Regions from separate parts of the Zea mays genome. Here region 2 is linked to region 1. Evidence: chromatin contacts called from public Hi-C data. All regions are on one chromosome and are shown on one strand. The core of a region is the stretch at or near the end of the contact, and the rest is flanking DNA. Distances in the headings are between cores, read along the strand shown. Region 1 overlaps LOC100384030 (glossy13). Region 2 has its middle 7.1 kb from the start of LOC109944919.

The links. Hi-C and Micro-C count contacts between places; a contact is called where the count stands out from the background.
Region 2: a contact with region 1 is called in a Hi-C map of tassel, with 4 times the contacts expected there. The contact joins two enhancer-like sites. A contact is called at or near these places in 10 of 25 Hi-C or Micro-C datasets (bundle sheath, ear, leaf and 3 more).

The regions. Positions count from the first base shown.
Region 1 is chr3:10,270,786-10,275,999 of Zm-B73-REFERENCE-NAM-5.0, reverse strand. It overlaps LOC100384030 (glossy13), which reads right to left. Exons shown (of 24, transcript NM_001321723.1): 21 at 5,091-5,214; 22 at 4,809-4,980; 23 at 4,449-4,703; 24 at 3,114-3,666. The coding sequence ends at 3,394. Among protein-coding and RNA genes, the nearest start is that of LOC100384030, 11 kb to the right of the region's middle. Within about 2 kb of position 3,614, at least 20 of the 20 cell types and tissues checked have an H3K27ac peak or open chromatin away from gene starts, as enhancers often do. A contact at or near this core is called in ear, root tip and tassel, where this site is marked.
Region 2 is chr3:10,456,621-10,461,610 of Zm-B73-REFERENCE-NAM-5.0, reverse strand. No RefSeq gene overlaps it. Among protein-coding and RNA genes, the nearest start is that of LOC109944919, 7.1 kb to the right of the region's middle. Within about 2 kb of position 2,245, at least 12 of the 20 cell types and tissues checked have an H3K27ac peak or open chromatin away from gene starts, as enhancers often do. A contact at or near this core is called in ear, root tip and tassel, where this site is marked.

The DNA of each region.
Region 1 (5,214 bases), core at 2,365-4,864:
AACTAATAAACCACAATACAATATTACATACGAAATAACATTGTTATAAATGACAAATCATATAAAATGACCTTATTTCCGAGGGCATAATAATTACCCTCGGAAATTAAAAATTTAAATTATCTAAAGTACCACTAAATAAACTAAAACAAGCTACTTTAATTACGTAATCAAATTTTGGCCGTCGGACATAACAAACTAAACAATCAAATGCATTCATACATACATTTCTAATCAAATACATTAATACAAACATACAATTCTAATCAAATACATTAATACAAGCATACAATTTTAATAAACAAAATTGCTAATTAAGTATACTCACTTAGCGGGTGTGGAGAGCCGGCCGGCGACGGGCGCACGGGCGGGCGGCGGGCGCACGGGGCTGTTGGCCGGAGCACGGGGCGGCGGCGACCGGCGAACGGGGCGGCGGCGGCGGCCGGAGCACGGGGCGGAGCTAGGGGCGGTGGCCGGAGCACGGGCCGGACCACGGGGCGGCGGCGGCCGGAGCACGGGCGCCTTATCTCCGGCGGCGGCGGGCGGGGCGGCGACCGAGCGCGACGAGCGTGGCGGCGACGGTGCTCTGTGCGGGACGGCGGCGGCGGCAGAGAGAGAGAAACGGACGGGTGAAAATGAAGGCGCGCGGGTCGGATCCGCGCGTTAAAAAGCCTTATCTCCGACGGCTCGGTACGAGGCCGTCGGAGATAACCTTATCTCCGACGGCTCGGTACGAGGCCGTCGGAGATAACCTTATGTCCGACGGCTCTGTACGAGGCCGTCGGAGATAAGGCCTATGTACGAGCGCCAGTTGTAGCCGTCGGACATAACCGGAGGCCGTCGGATGTTTGTTAGTTTACTGTAGTGAGCATGTACTAGTTGTTCAAAAAAGAAGAAGAAGAAAATATATAGCTTCACAGCCTTTTCTTCTTAATAATGACGGTCGGTTCGCTCGTTATACAGAATACAGTACCATGTGATTTTCACTTGTCCGTTTCGATCGCATGTGCATATACTCCTTACCATACTAGTACTTCCAAAACTTCTTTTTTATTCCTTCGGGGTTTTTTTTGTTGTCTAATAATCCTGCGTTTCGATTGGGGCTATATATAGCCTAATAATCACTGGCTGTTCAATTAGTTTAATTGCGCGCGGTGCTATCAGATCGGCAGCGCAGAGGATCCGCACGACGGCGTTTGCGTCGTCGATCGTGCATGGGCGTCGTGATTTGTCTTGGAGCATGCGCCGTCGCCTAGTAAGTACGTATATACTATACGTTGTTTCCGATGGTGGCCGTTTTGGCGGCATCCCGGATCCGATCCTATTTTACCAGTGTGGGGACTGGGGGTGGTGTGAGATCAGCTAGCACAGCAGTCTTTCGCGCCGCCTGCAAGCACCACGGAACGGACCCAGCGGCCAGCGCTGCCTGCATCCCGGCCGTCCGCAAAGCGTCAAAAAATCTAGCTAGAAGCTAGCTAGCTAGCCACCTACTCGGTCGACCTAACCCAGTTGGATGGCTCATGATTAGCCCTAGCATTAGTTTATGGCCAGCTGCTCTCGTGTCGTCGTGCGTGTAAAGCTGGCTGGCTGGCTGGCTGGTGGAAGCATGGAGCAGCAGAGCAGCACGTTCTCTCTTCTCTCTCGCAGCAGGTAGCTATAGTAGCCCAGCGGTGCATGCAATTGCAATGCAACCAACAACCGAACCGTCACTTGCACTTGCCGCTGCGGTGGTAGTGATACGTACACTGTACTGCTACTCTGCTAGCTAGTGGAGATGGATCCATCTGATGGTGGACGTGGATGCATGGGTTTTATCAGGCTAGCTACGCGTTGTTTCAGGAATAATCCGGTCCATGCCGCCGGTGATCCCCATCCATCAACTTACCAGCCTACCCCCAACCCAAACGGCGAAATATCCTGCCGGGCGCCGGCACCGCCGGCAGGCAGGCATGCATGGTCGCGCCTGCCTGAGCACACTGATCGGAGAGAGGGACGAAGTGAAGGTATATAGGTAGCTACGCCTAGCCGCGCGTAGGAAGTACGCTGGACCCGACCTGATGCATGCATGGACCGACCAATCGAGCTAGCTCAGCTGTCCATGCTTGACCACTGACTGGCTCGCTAGCAGAGGAGGAGATGGAGATCCATCCATCCATTCAGTGGAATCAGCAATTGCGTGCTCGGCACGGACGTACGCGCAGGCAGCAGCAGCAGGCTGGCGGCGATCACATCAACGGCCCGGCCCTTCGCCAGCGATCTTTATCTAGCTGGAGGGCGTGGGCGGTTGGATCGTGTACATGCATGCATGCAACTCGGTCGGTAGGAATAAGAAGCACACGGCGGCGCGGCCACCCACGCGAGCCATGGGTCATGGCCGACGTCCGGGCCGGGCACGCCGTCCGCCCGTCGTCGTCGAGAAATGACAGACACGCATCATGATGCCGCACATGCAAAGCGACAAACGGCTGCCTCTTTGGCTTATTGTTCGTTGGCTTTGCCGCTGCAACCAGACTGCATGCCTGACACCCCGTAGCGTAGCCGGTAGCCCCGTAGGTAACACATTAACGTGCGGCGGATGCAGACAAGCTACCGAGGCCGGACGGACGGAGCATGCATGCACGATGCACTCACGGCCTCACGCACGCAGCCTCTCGCTTTTTCGCTAGCTTGTACTAACTGCCATCTTCTCGGTCGAGCTGCGAATGCAGGCAGGAACAAGAGGTACACGCACGTAAAGCTTGGACTCGACCTGTTCCACGTACCTGCAGAGACATAGATGCTCGTCTTTTTGCATAGGCGGGTCGATCACTCACCTCGATCTCGACTGAGACTGATAGATGGCAGGAGAGGAGAGGAGAGGACACTCCCAAGACTCTGCTGGCTTTTGCAGCGCTTGGAAGCACTGCGGTGCGGCTGCCGCCTACGCATCCAAAAGTATCACGCAGGACGAAGGCTGCATGCCAAAGCGGTCGAAAAGCCCCGCAGGTGTCGACCCCCCATAGGCGCAGCGGCGGCCGCTCGTGGGCGCCGGAGAAAAAGGCCGGGTCAAAAAAAAAAACCCTGCATGAAGCGACGCCACCGTATAACGATGGAGGGGAGGCCAAGGCAGCAAGTACATGGAATAGCTGGCTATACAGTACCCTTTACTTTTTCTCACTCTCGCTCCCGTGACCGACCGGAAGATTATTTACCCCGGCGAAATGTTCTGGGGGTAATGGGCAAATTAACTGTGCCAATACGACGCGCTGGTAGGTACATCGCATTCATAATTCATTGTGCTGCTGCCCTCCTGCACTGATCGGTGTATGCATGTACAGTAGGCTGCGATCCGTTTGGTGGGTCTGTGTCGGCGGTGGCTACTATACTAGCTAGCTAGCTGAACCACTTGCTCTCTCATCGCCGCTGGAAGTTGAGGTACTTGATGGCCAGGGCGAAGACGACGGCGAAGAGGACGCAGAAGCCGGCCACCATGGCCGCAACGGCGCCGAGGAAGTCGTGGCGAAACCCGAAGTGCTCCTCCAGGAAAGCCACCACGGTGGTGGAGGTGACGCCGTCGGCCATAAGCAGGGGCTGGTCCAGGTCGCCGAACTGAGAGGTCAGGAGCCCGTAGAGCGTCCACGACACCGGGTTGGCCCAGTAGTACCACCTCCACCAAACTGGGATGCGCTGCACATGCAATGCGTTCACCAGAGAAAACAGACGGTCAGTCAACAGTGCTGCAAGAGCACCCTCTAGCTGAAGCTCAAGTGCAAATAACATTAGCATAACATCTAGTAGTGTCAACACTCTTGGCCCTGCTGCCGAGCAAAGGGGTTGTCAGACAAATATTTCCCAAAGAGAAACCAATGTGAGTGTGGACTGTGAAAACTGTGCTAGCTTTTCCCAGAAATTAAAACGCATGCAGTGTCTACATGAGCTACCCATTCAAGGCTTTTTTTAGATGGAAAATTTTACGATAAACAGTTCAAACCCTCTAATAAGTAAAAGAAAAACAAACTTGAACCAAGAATATTAATTCTGTTTTTAACTTTGTTTTAGAGAGAAGAGAGAGAGAGAGGACCTCTCTACAAAATCATTGGCAAGTGCGGTGCCGAGTTGTTGTGAACAATAGCCTTTACCGGACTACTAATGGGCCCATAAGAGATAGGACTCATGCATTCTGCAGCTAGAGCCCCAAGCTGACAAATAAATATGGGCCCATCTAGGGCAGTCGGTCTGCAAAGCATTCCTCCACTCGCCCAAACGAAAATTAAAACGGTGCGTTTCAACTCTGAAACGCAAGCAACAAAAAAAAATATGTGTCCTAAATCTAGGACTTCTTTTGTCATAACTTTCAACTTTTTGGACGAGATGTCACATGAAAATTCACAATTATTGGTAGGCTATGGTTTAGAAATCAGCTACAGTACGTTAGGTGTGAATTATGGGGGCGCTAGTTTATCCCATACCTTTCTTGGGATCATGAATCCACAGAAGAGATTCCACAGCGTGTAGAATGGAGCCGCAATAATAGGCGCAATGGTATGGTTTGGAGTGATCGCCGTCGTCATCATGCCATAGAAAGTGAAGTACAGCAACGTGAAGTACATGAAGAACAGGTACCACAGAAACTTGGCTGCTGTCCACTCAAATGATCCCAAACTGTAGAAGATTGAACCGTATATGAGTGACTGCACAAGGATGTAAGGGAACTCCACAGTGACCTGCCAAAAAAAATAGTAATTATTAGAGGGATCCCATTGCTAACACAATGTTATGAGCACTAAAGATTATTTCTAGCAGGGGGGTAACACTTTGACAGGAGTTACCAGAGAAAATGCAAAAGGCAACGCTGAATACATCCCAGCAGCTCGCTCTCTATAAGATACAAATCTTTCGATGGAGATCACAGGCTGAACAGAAGTGGCGTTGGTAATTCCTATGAACAGCACCGCTGCATACATGGCACCCATCGCATTGAATATATCATGTTGGGTCCCCCTGGCAATTACACATCAACAAAAAAATTGGTCGGTTCAGTTCAGCAGAAATAAAAAATGTGTAAGTATTCAGATAAATTTGCTAGCGGGAAAATCAATCAGGGAGCATACCTTCTAGAACCGAATTTCCAGCAAATTGTCCCAAACATCAAGGAAATAATAACTGTGTAGAAGAATCTAACTGCGGTGTACTGAGGGTTCCTCCAGTACGATAGGTTGTGCTTCCATAGGCAAG
Region 2 (4,990 bases), core at 996-3,495, 190 kb before region 1:
TGTACAATAGAGTCTCTTAGTTGTCTTCTGTGTTTGGAGAACCGTTTTGGTGTCTCTCCACTGTACATGCCCTAAGGAGGAGTAAGAACACACCAAATGAGGATCCTCTAATTTAATTAAATATAGTATTAGGACCAAAAAGATCACTATGGCTCGTCATTTATAGCCCCTGTTGGTGTTCGAGGCAAGCGATACGTGGAAGCACAATGTTGAGGACAGTAGTAGGGCCAATTCAATCAAGAGGGAGGGGATGATCCAGGATAACGTAAAATAAGCCTTTGATGAACATGTGCAATCATGTGGCGCACGATTAGATTTGTGCCAGTGAGTATATATGGATCTCATAATCATCATGAATATCAAATCATATCCAACGACGGATCACATGAGAGTGCATATTCTTAAGGGCATAATTTGCTCCATGCATGAGTGTTTAGAGGTAGAAAACGTCATGTTTTAATGCGCTGCAGTTAATAGTTAACTATTAAAATTAGTTCAAGATATTCAAACAGTCTACCTAATAGTTTAATTATTAGCTACTTTTAACAAATTAATTAATAGTTGTCTATCTATTTGCTAGCAGTTAGCTAGTTAATTTTACTAGCAAATTTTTAACCAACTAACTATTATTTTCAGTGCATTCAAACATCTTCTTACTTGTTGCGCTCCTTTTCAACCAACCCTAAATAGTAAAAACAATCAAGACTTGTTTAGTTAGAAGTAGACTCAAAGGATTAAATATCTTTCTGTTAAAAATTAAATAGAAAGGACTTTAATCTTCTACAATCCTCTTGCTAACGAACAAGGGTTCAAGAGGAAGGAAACAAAGACAATATGGAAGTGGGATATGCATCGGCAGGGGAAAGGGCGATGGTGGCGATATACAGCAGGGGCACGACCAGTTAATTAGGAGAAAGCGGAAGCGCACAAAATTGATGATTATAAGATTGCATTATACTCCCTCATGGAGGATGTACATGGACAAATATGGTGTAGTATTTTTTTTCGTTTTGAAAAACAATCAAGAAAATATTTACTAGACATATAACAGAGAAAACTACTTCATCCGTCCTAAAAATAAGCGTAATATATTCTATGAGCGTCTTTGCACAAATTAGTGATAGAAAAAAATGGCGCATGTGCCCCTACAAAAGGTGTCATGACATGTAGTGTATGTACTTTTAAAACTAAAAAAATAACTAAACCTCTACTGGTTATGTCTGGGACAAGAACCATAAGTGCACTTACTGTGGGATAAAAATCTTGAACATTAGAAGTAGATTTATTGTAAACGGGGAGAGAGAGAGAGTAGAATATTGGATCATGGTATAACAGTCAGAGAATAGCGATAGTTAGTTAGATCTTAGATTCCTGAGTGTTATCTAGACTGTTCCTTTTTTACGTTTTTATATGTAGAGCACATTCATTATGCTGATTTTCAAACCATACCAAATGAAACCAGTGATAGGCCGAGACTCGAAGGTGGCTTTTGGTTGCTGAAATGGTAATGGAAAATGCAAAGGGAACAGGAAATGCAAAGGGAACAGGATTCCTGAGGCGAGGCGAACAATTCAGTAGCTAGAGTCTCGTCTCCAACTGGATAAACACTCAGCTGGGCGCTGCAGCAGAACAGCTGCATCTGCTGTTTTCCTTAAAGGAGCTCACCACCAGAGCAGAGACAGACACAGAGAGCAGCGCAGTGTCAAGGAGTGACCGCCGACTTTTCTCCCCTGCTTTCCCGCCATGCGGCACGCATGTTCGATGTCCCAACGACGTCAGATCGACAATTTCCCCTCGCTCGCTAACCACTTCCCACTGTTGGCGCTGTTGACATCAGAATCCGGACACGAGCAACCGCAAAGCTCGATCCGATCTGCATCTGCATGCATGCCTAGACGAGACGACAGCCGCCCGCTCCCACTTCCCAGCCAGGCACTCAGTCAGGCAGCCGCCATGCCTGCTGTCAGTCCGCGCCGCGGCGCCGGTCGGGACAGGACGAAGCGGCTACTACATTGGCGCTCGACCGACCGATCCATCCACGACCACGCGCGCCGGGCCGGGGGGGTGAAAAGGTGGCAGAGCTCCCACGTTGTTTGGCTGGCTCTGGCTCTCGTTTCTCGCGGCGGCTGCGGGCTGCCCCTACCTGCTGGGCTAGCCGCCGCGCCGGATCATTGCAGGGGACAGGGATGGGGACGGAGGGACGGACGGAGGGGGCGCGCGCGACGCGAGCACTTGATCCCGTCCGTACGCGTACGTGGCGTGGCTGGCTGCCTGGTGGCCCCTCTGCCTCTGTTCTCTGTGTCTCTGTGATCCGTTCGAGCTCAGCTCGCTCGAGCTGGTGGCCCTGGCCGCGCCGCAGCACGCCAGGGCCAGCACCGTGGAATGGAGCGCGTACAGCTGAGCTGCTGCAGTGCTGTTCCCTAGGCGAACGTGACCAAATCTTTTCATCACATCTCTCTCTCTCTCTCTGCCATCTTGGAGAATCTCCACAAGGCTGGCTAGCTGGACTGGACCAGGCTGGGTCTAGCAATAATAGTAATGTAGGAGTATGCATAATTCAGCATCCATCCAGTCATTCATGTGTAGCAGTAGTGGTCGTAAAGTAAAGTAAAGTAGCCTCCTCTGTGATTGTCATCTGGGAGGAAATGATTGGTGGCCGGCCGGCGCCAACTTGTGTGATTGCGGCGCTCATCATCCCCGACCGTCGTCATGCGACCGAGGCGCATCCAGGACTTAAACCTAGAATGCTCGTGGATAAAATAAAAAAAAATTTGACACGTAATATATAGTTCGGTATCATATATATACTCTAGGTTAAGTCCTGGATCCGTAGTATAGTGCGGTGGGAGTATAATTTTCACCAATTTAGCACATGAGAAGAAAAAAATAACGACAAAAATCTCGTAATGCACTCAATTTATCAAATTAGGTTGTAAGTTGCATATGTTCGTTTCTTCGGACCTAAACACGAAGAAGTAGCTTGTTTTTGGACCAAATTTCAGCGCGGTTACCTATTTGACCTGCCCCTCTCCTCCATGCATGGGACGCGTGCGGCCGGGTATATAAATATGAGGGGGTGTTTGGAAGTGAAGTTTTGTCACAGTTTTGAAAGAATACTGTAGTATTCTCAAATACTACAGTATTATATACAGAATGGTGTTTGGCAAGCTGGCTATAATCTCTGTTTTCAAAACTAAAGTATTGCAAATACTATAGTTGTTTTAAGGTATTCTAAACTTAGGTCTGGACCTCAGTTTCCAAAATTGTGGTATTGTAAACTGCGGTATTGTCATGACTAAAGTATACTGTAGTATTTCAAAAACTGTGGTTTTCAAAAACTTTGTTCCCAAACAGGGCCTGAGTTGTAATGAATAAGACCTGCATTATCAATATTGGTATAGATAAGTTTTAAACTCCCACCGCCCCAAATTAAAATCTGTTTTAGTTAATTTATGTGTTCATACAACACTTGATTTATGCGTTCTATATAGTATGTGTATAGGTTTATTTTCATCCATTTGATTATAGACATAAAAGATCAAGAGAACTAAAACGACTACTGTTTTGGAACGGAGCGAGTATTTTATAGCATTCTGTTAGGATTAGGATCTTTAGGTTTGTTAGCCTGGCCGATAAAACTGGTGCGCCTAACGTCAAGATGTTCGCGAGAAGGCAAGCAGATAGCAAGATCGTGATGTCATATATATGCCCAGGATATCGGAGTTATTCCGTGGGCAGTAATAACTGAAGAGCATCCCCCCTGACTTTTCAAAAGAAGCAACCCTCCTGCTATTGCCGTTCAATGTGCGCCCTCGCCTTGATTACCGAGTTCAGAACCCGTCCTGGACCCCCTGACTGAGACCTTAGCTTGTTGATGATACATGCCAATTGCTCCCTCCCCTTCCCCTGCTGGTGCCGTTCAGTCAGCTGCTGTGGGCATGGTTGCACGCGCTCCCCGGCCCGCCATTGCTAGCTTGCTGCCTGCTGCTCTGCTCGCCCGCCTGGCAGCAGTAACTTGTGTCCGGACGAACACAGCGGGTACCGGCAGTGGGGAGGGGGGGGGGGGACGCGTATTTGCGGGCAGAAAGGTTAAATGAAACGAAATGAATCCACCACCAGGCTGCCTGCCCCTGCCCGCCCGCGGCACTGCACCGTACAGGTGGCACCGGCGCCGCGACAGCCACACGGCCCACGACGGCGACGGCACGGCACGGTGCCCCCCCTTGCCAGGCATCCCGTTATTAGGCCACGGGATATATAGAGATTAGCGGCAGCGGCTGCGCACACGCAGGTCGGCCGGACGGCGTCGCTTTCCTTCATGTTGCGCGGTGTCGGAGGCGAAAGCCACACGCTCAGGCAGGCAGGCAGGCAGGCATCCGGATAACCACCGGTCGGAGATCGGGTTCAGATCGGACGAGACCGCGACCGGGACCTTTTTTTCCCCGGCCTTTTCGCGGTGGCGTAATTGCGGACGGCAATCGCTAGCGCTAGCAGGATTCTCGCGCGGGGCTGGCGCTCCCCGTTCCACACGTCCTGCTCCTGCCGCCGATCGAGCGCCGAACCGGGAGGCACGAGCACGACGACGGATCCGGTCCATTCTTGGTCGCGCTTGTGCCGCGCCTGTCGATCGCGTCGTCCGTCGCAACGGGGGCAGCGGGCACCGGGGGAAGTGGCGGGCGCCTGGCGGCCCCACCGTGCCGGCGCGCTGCTGCTGCTGCTGCGGTGCGGTGGGTCGCCACCGCCCGGCAGGCGCCAGACAGGGGAGGGGCCGCCGCCAGCGCCCATCCTTATCAGCTCCTACAGCGTCCGACGCTCGCCTCGATCGCTCCTATAGCAACTCCAGTGAGTCCAGGGCTTCCAGCTCCGACGATCCATTTTTTTTCCCTTGCGCGCATTCCACGGGATGAAGAGGATTGGGTATACCAGTCAGTCAGAGACTCAGAGGCAACAACGCAAGCGGCTATGCACGCATGGAATTGAGCTTGATCGA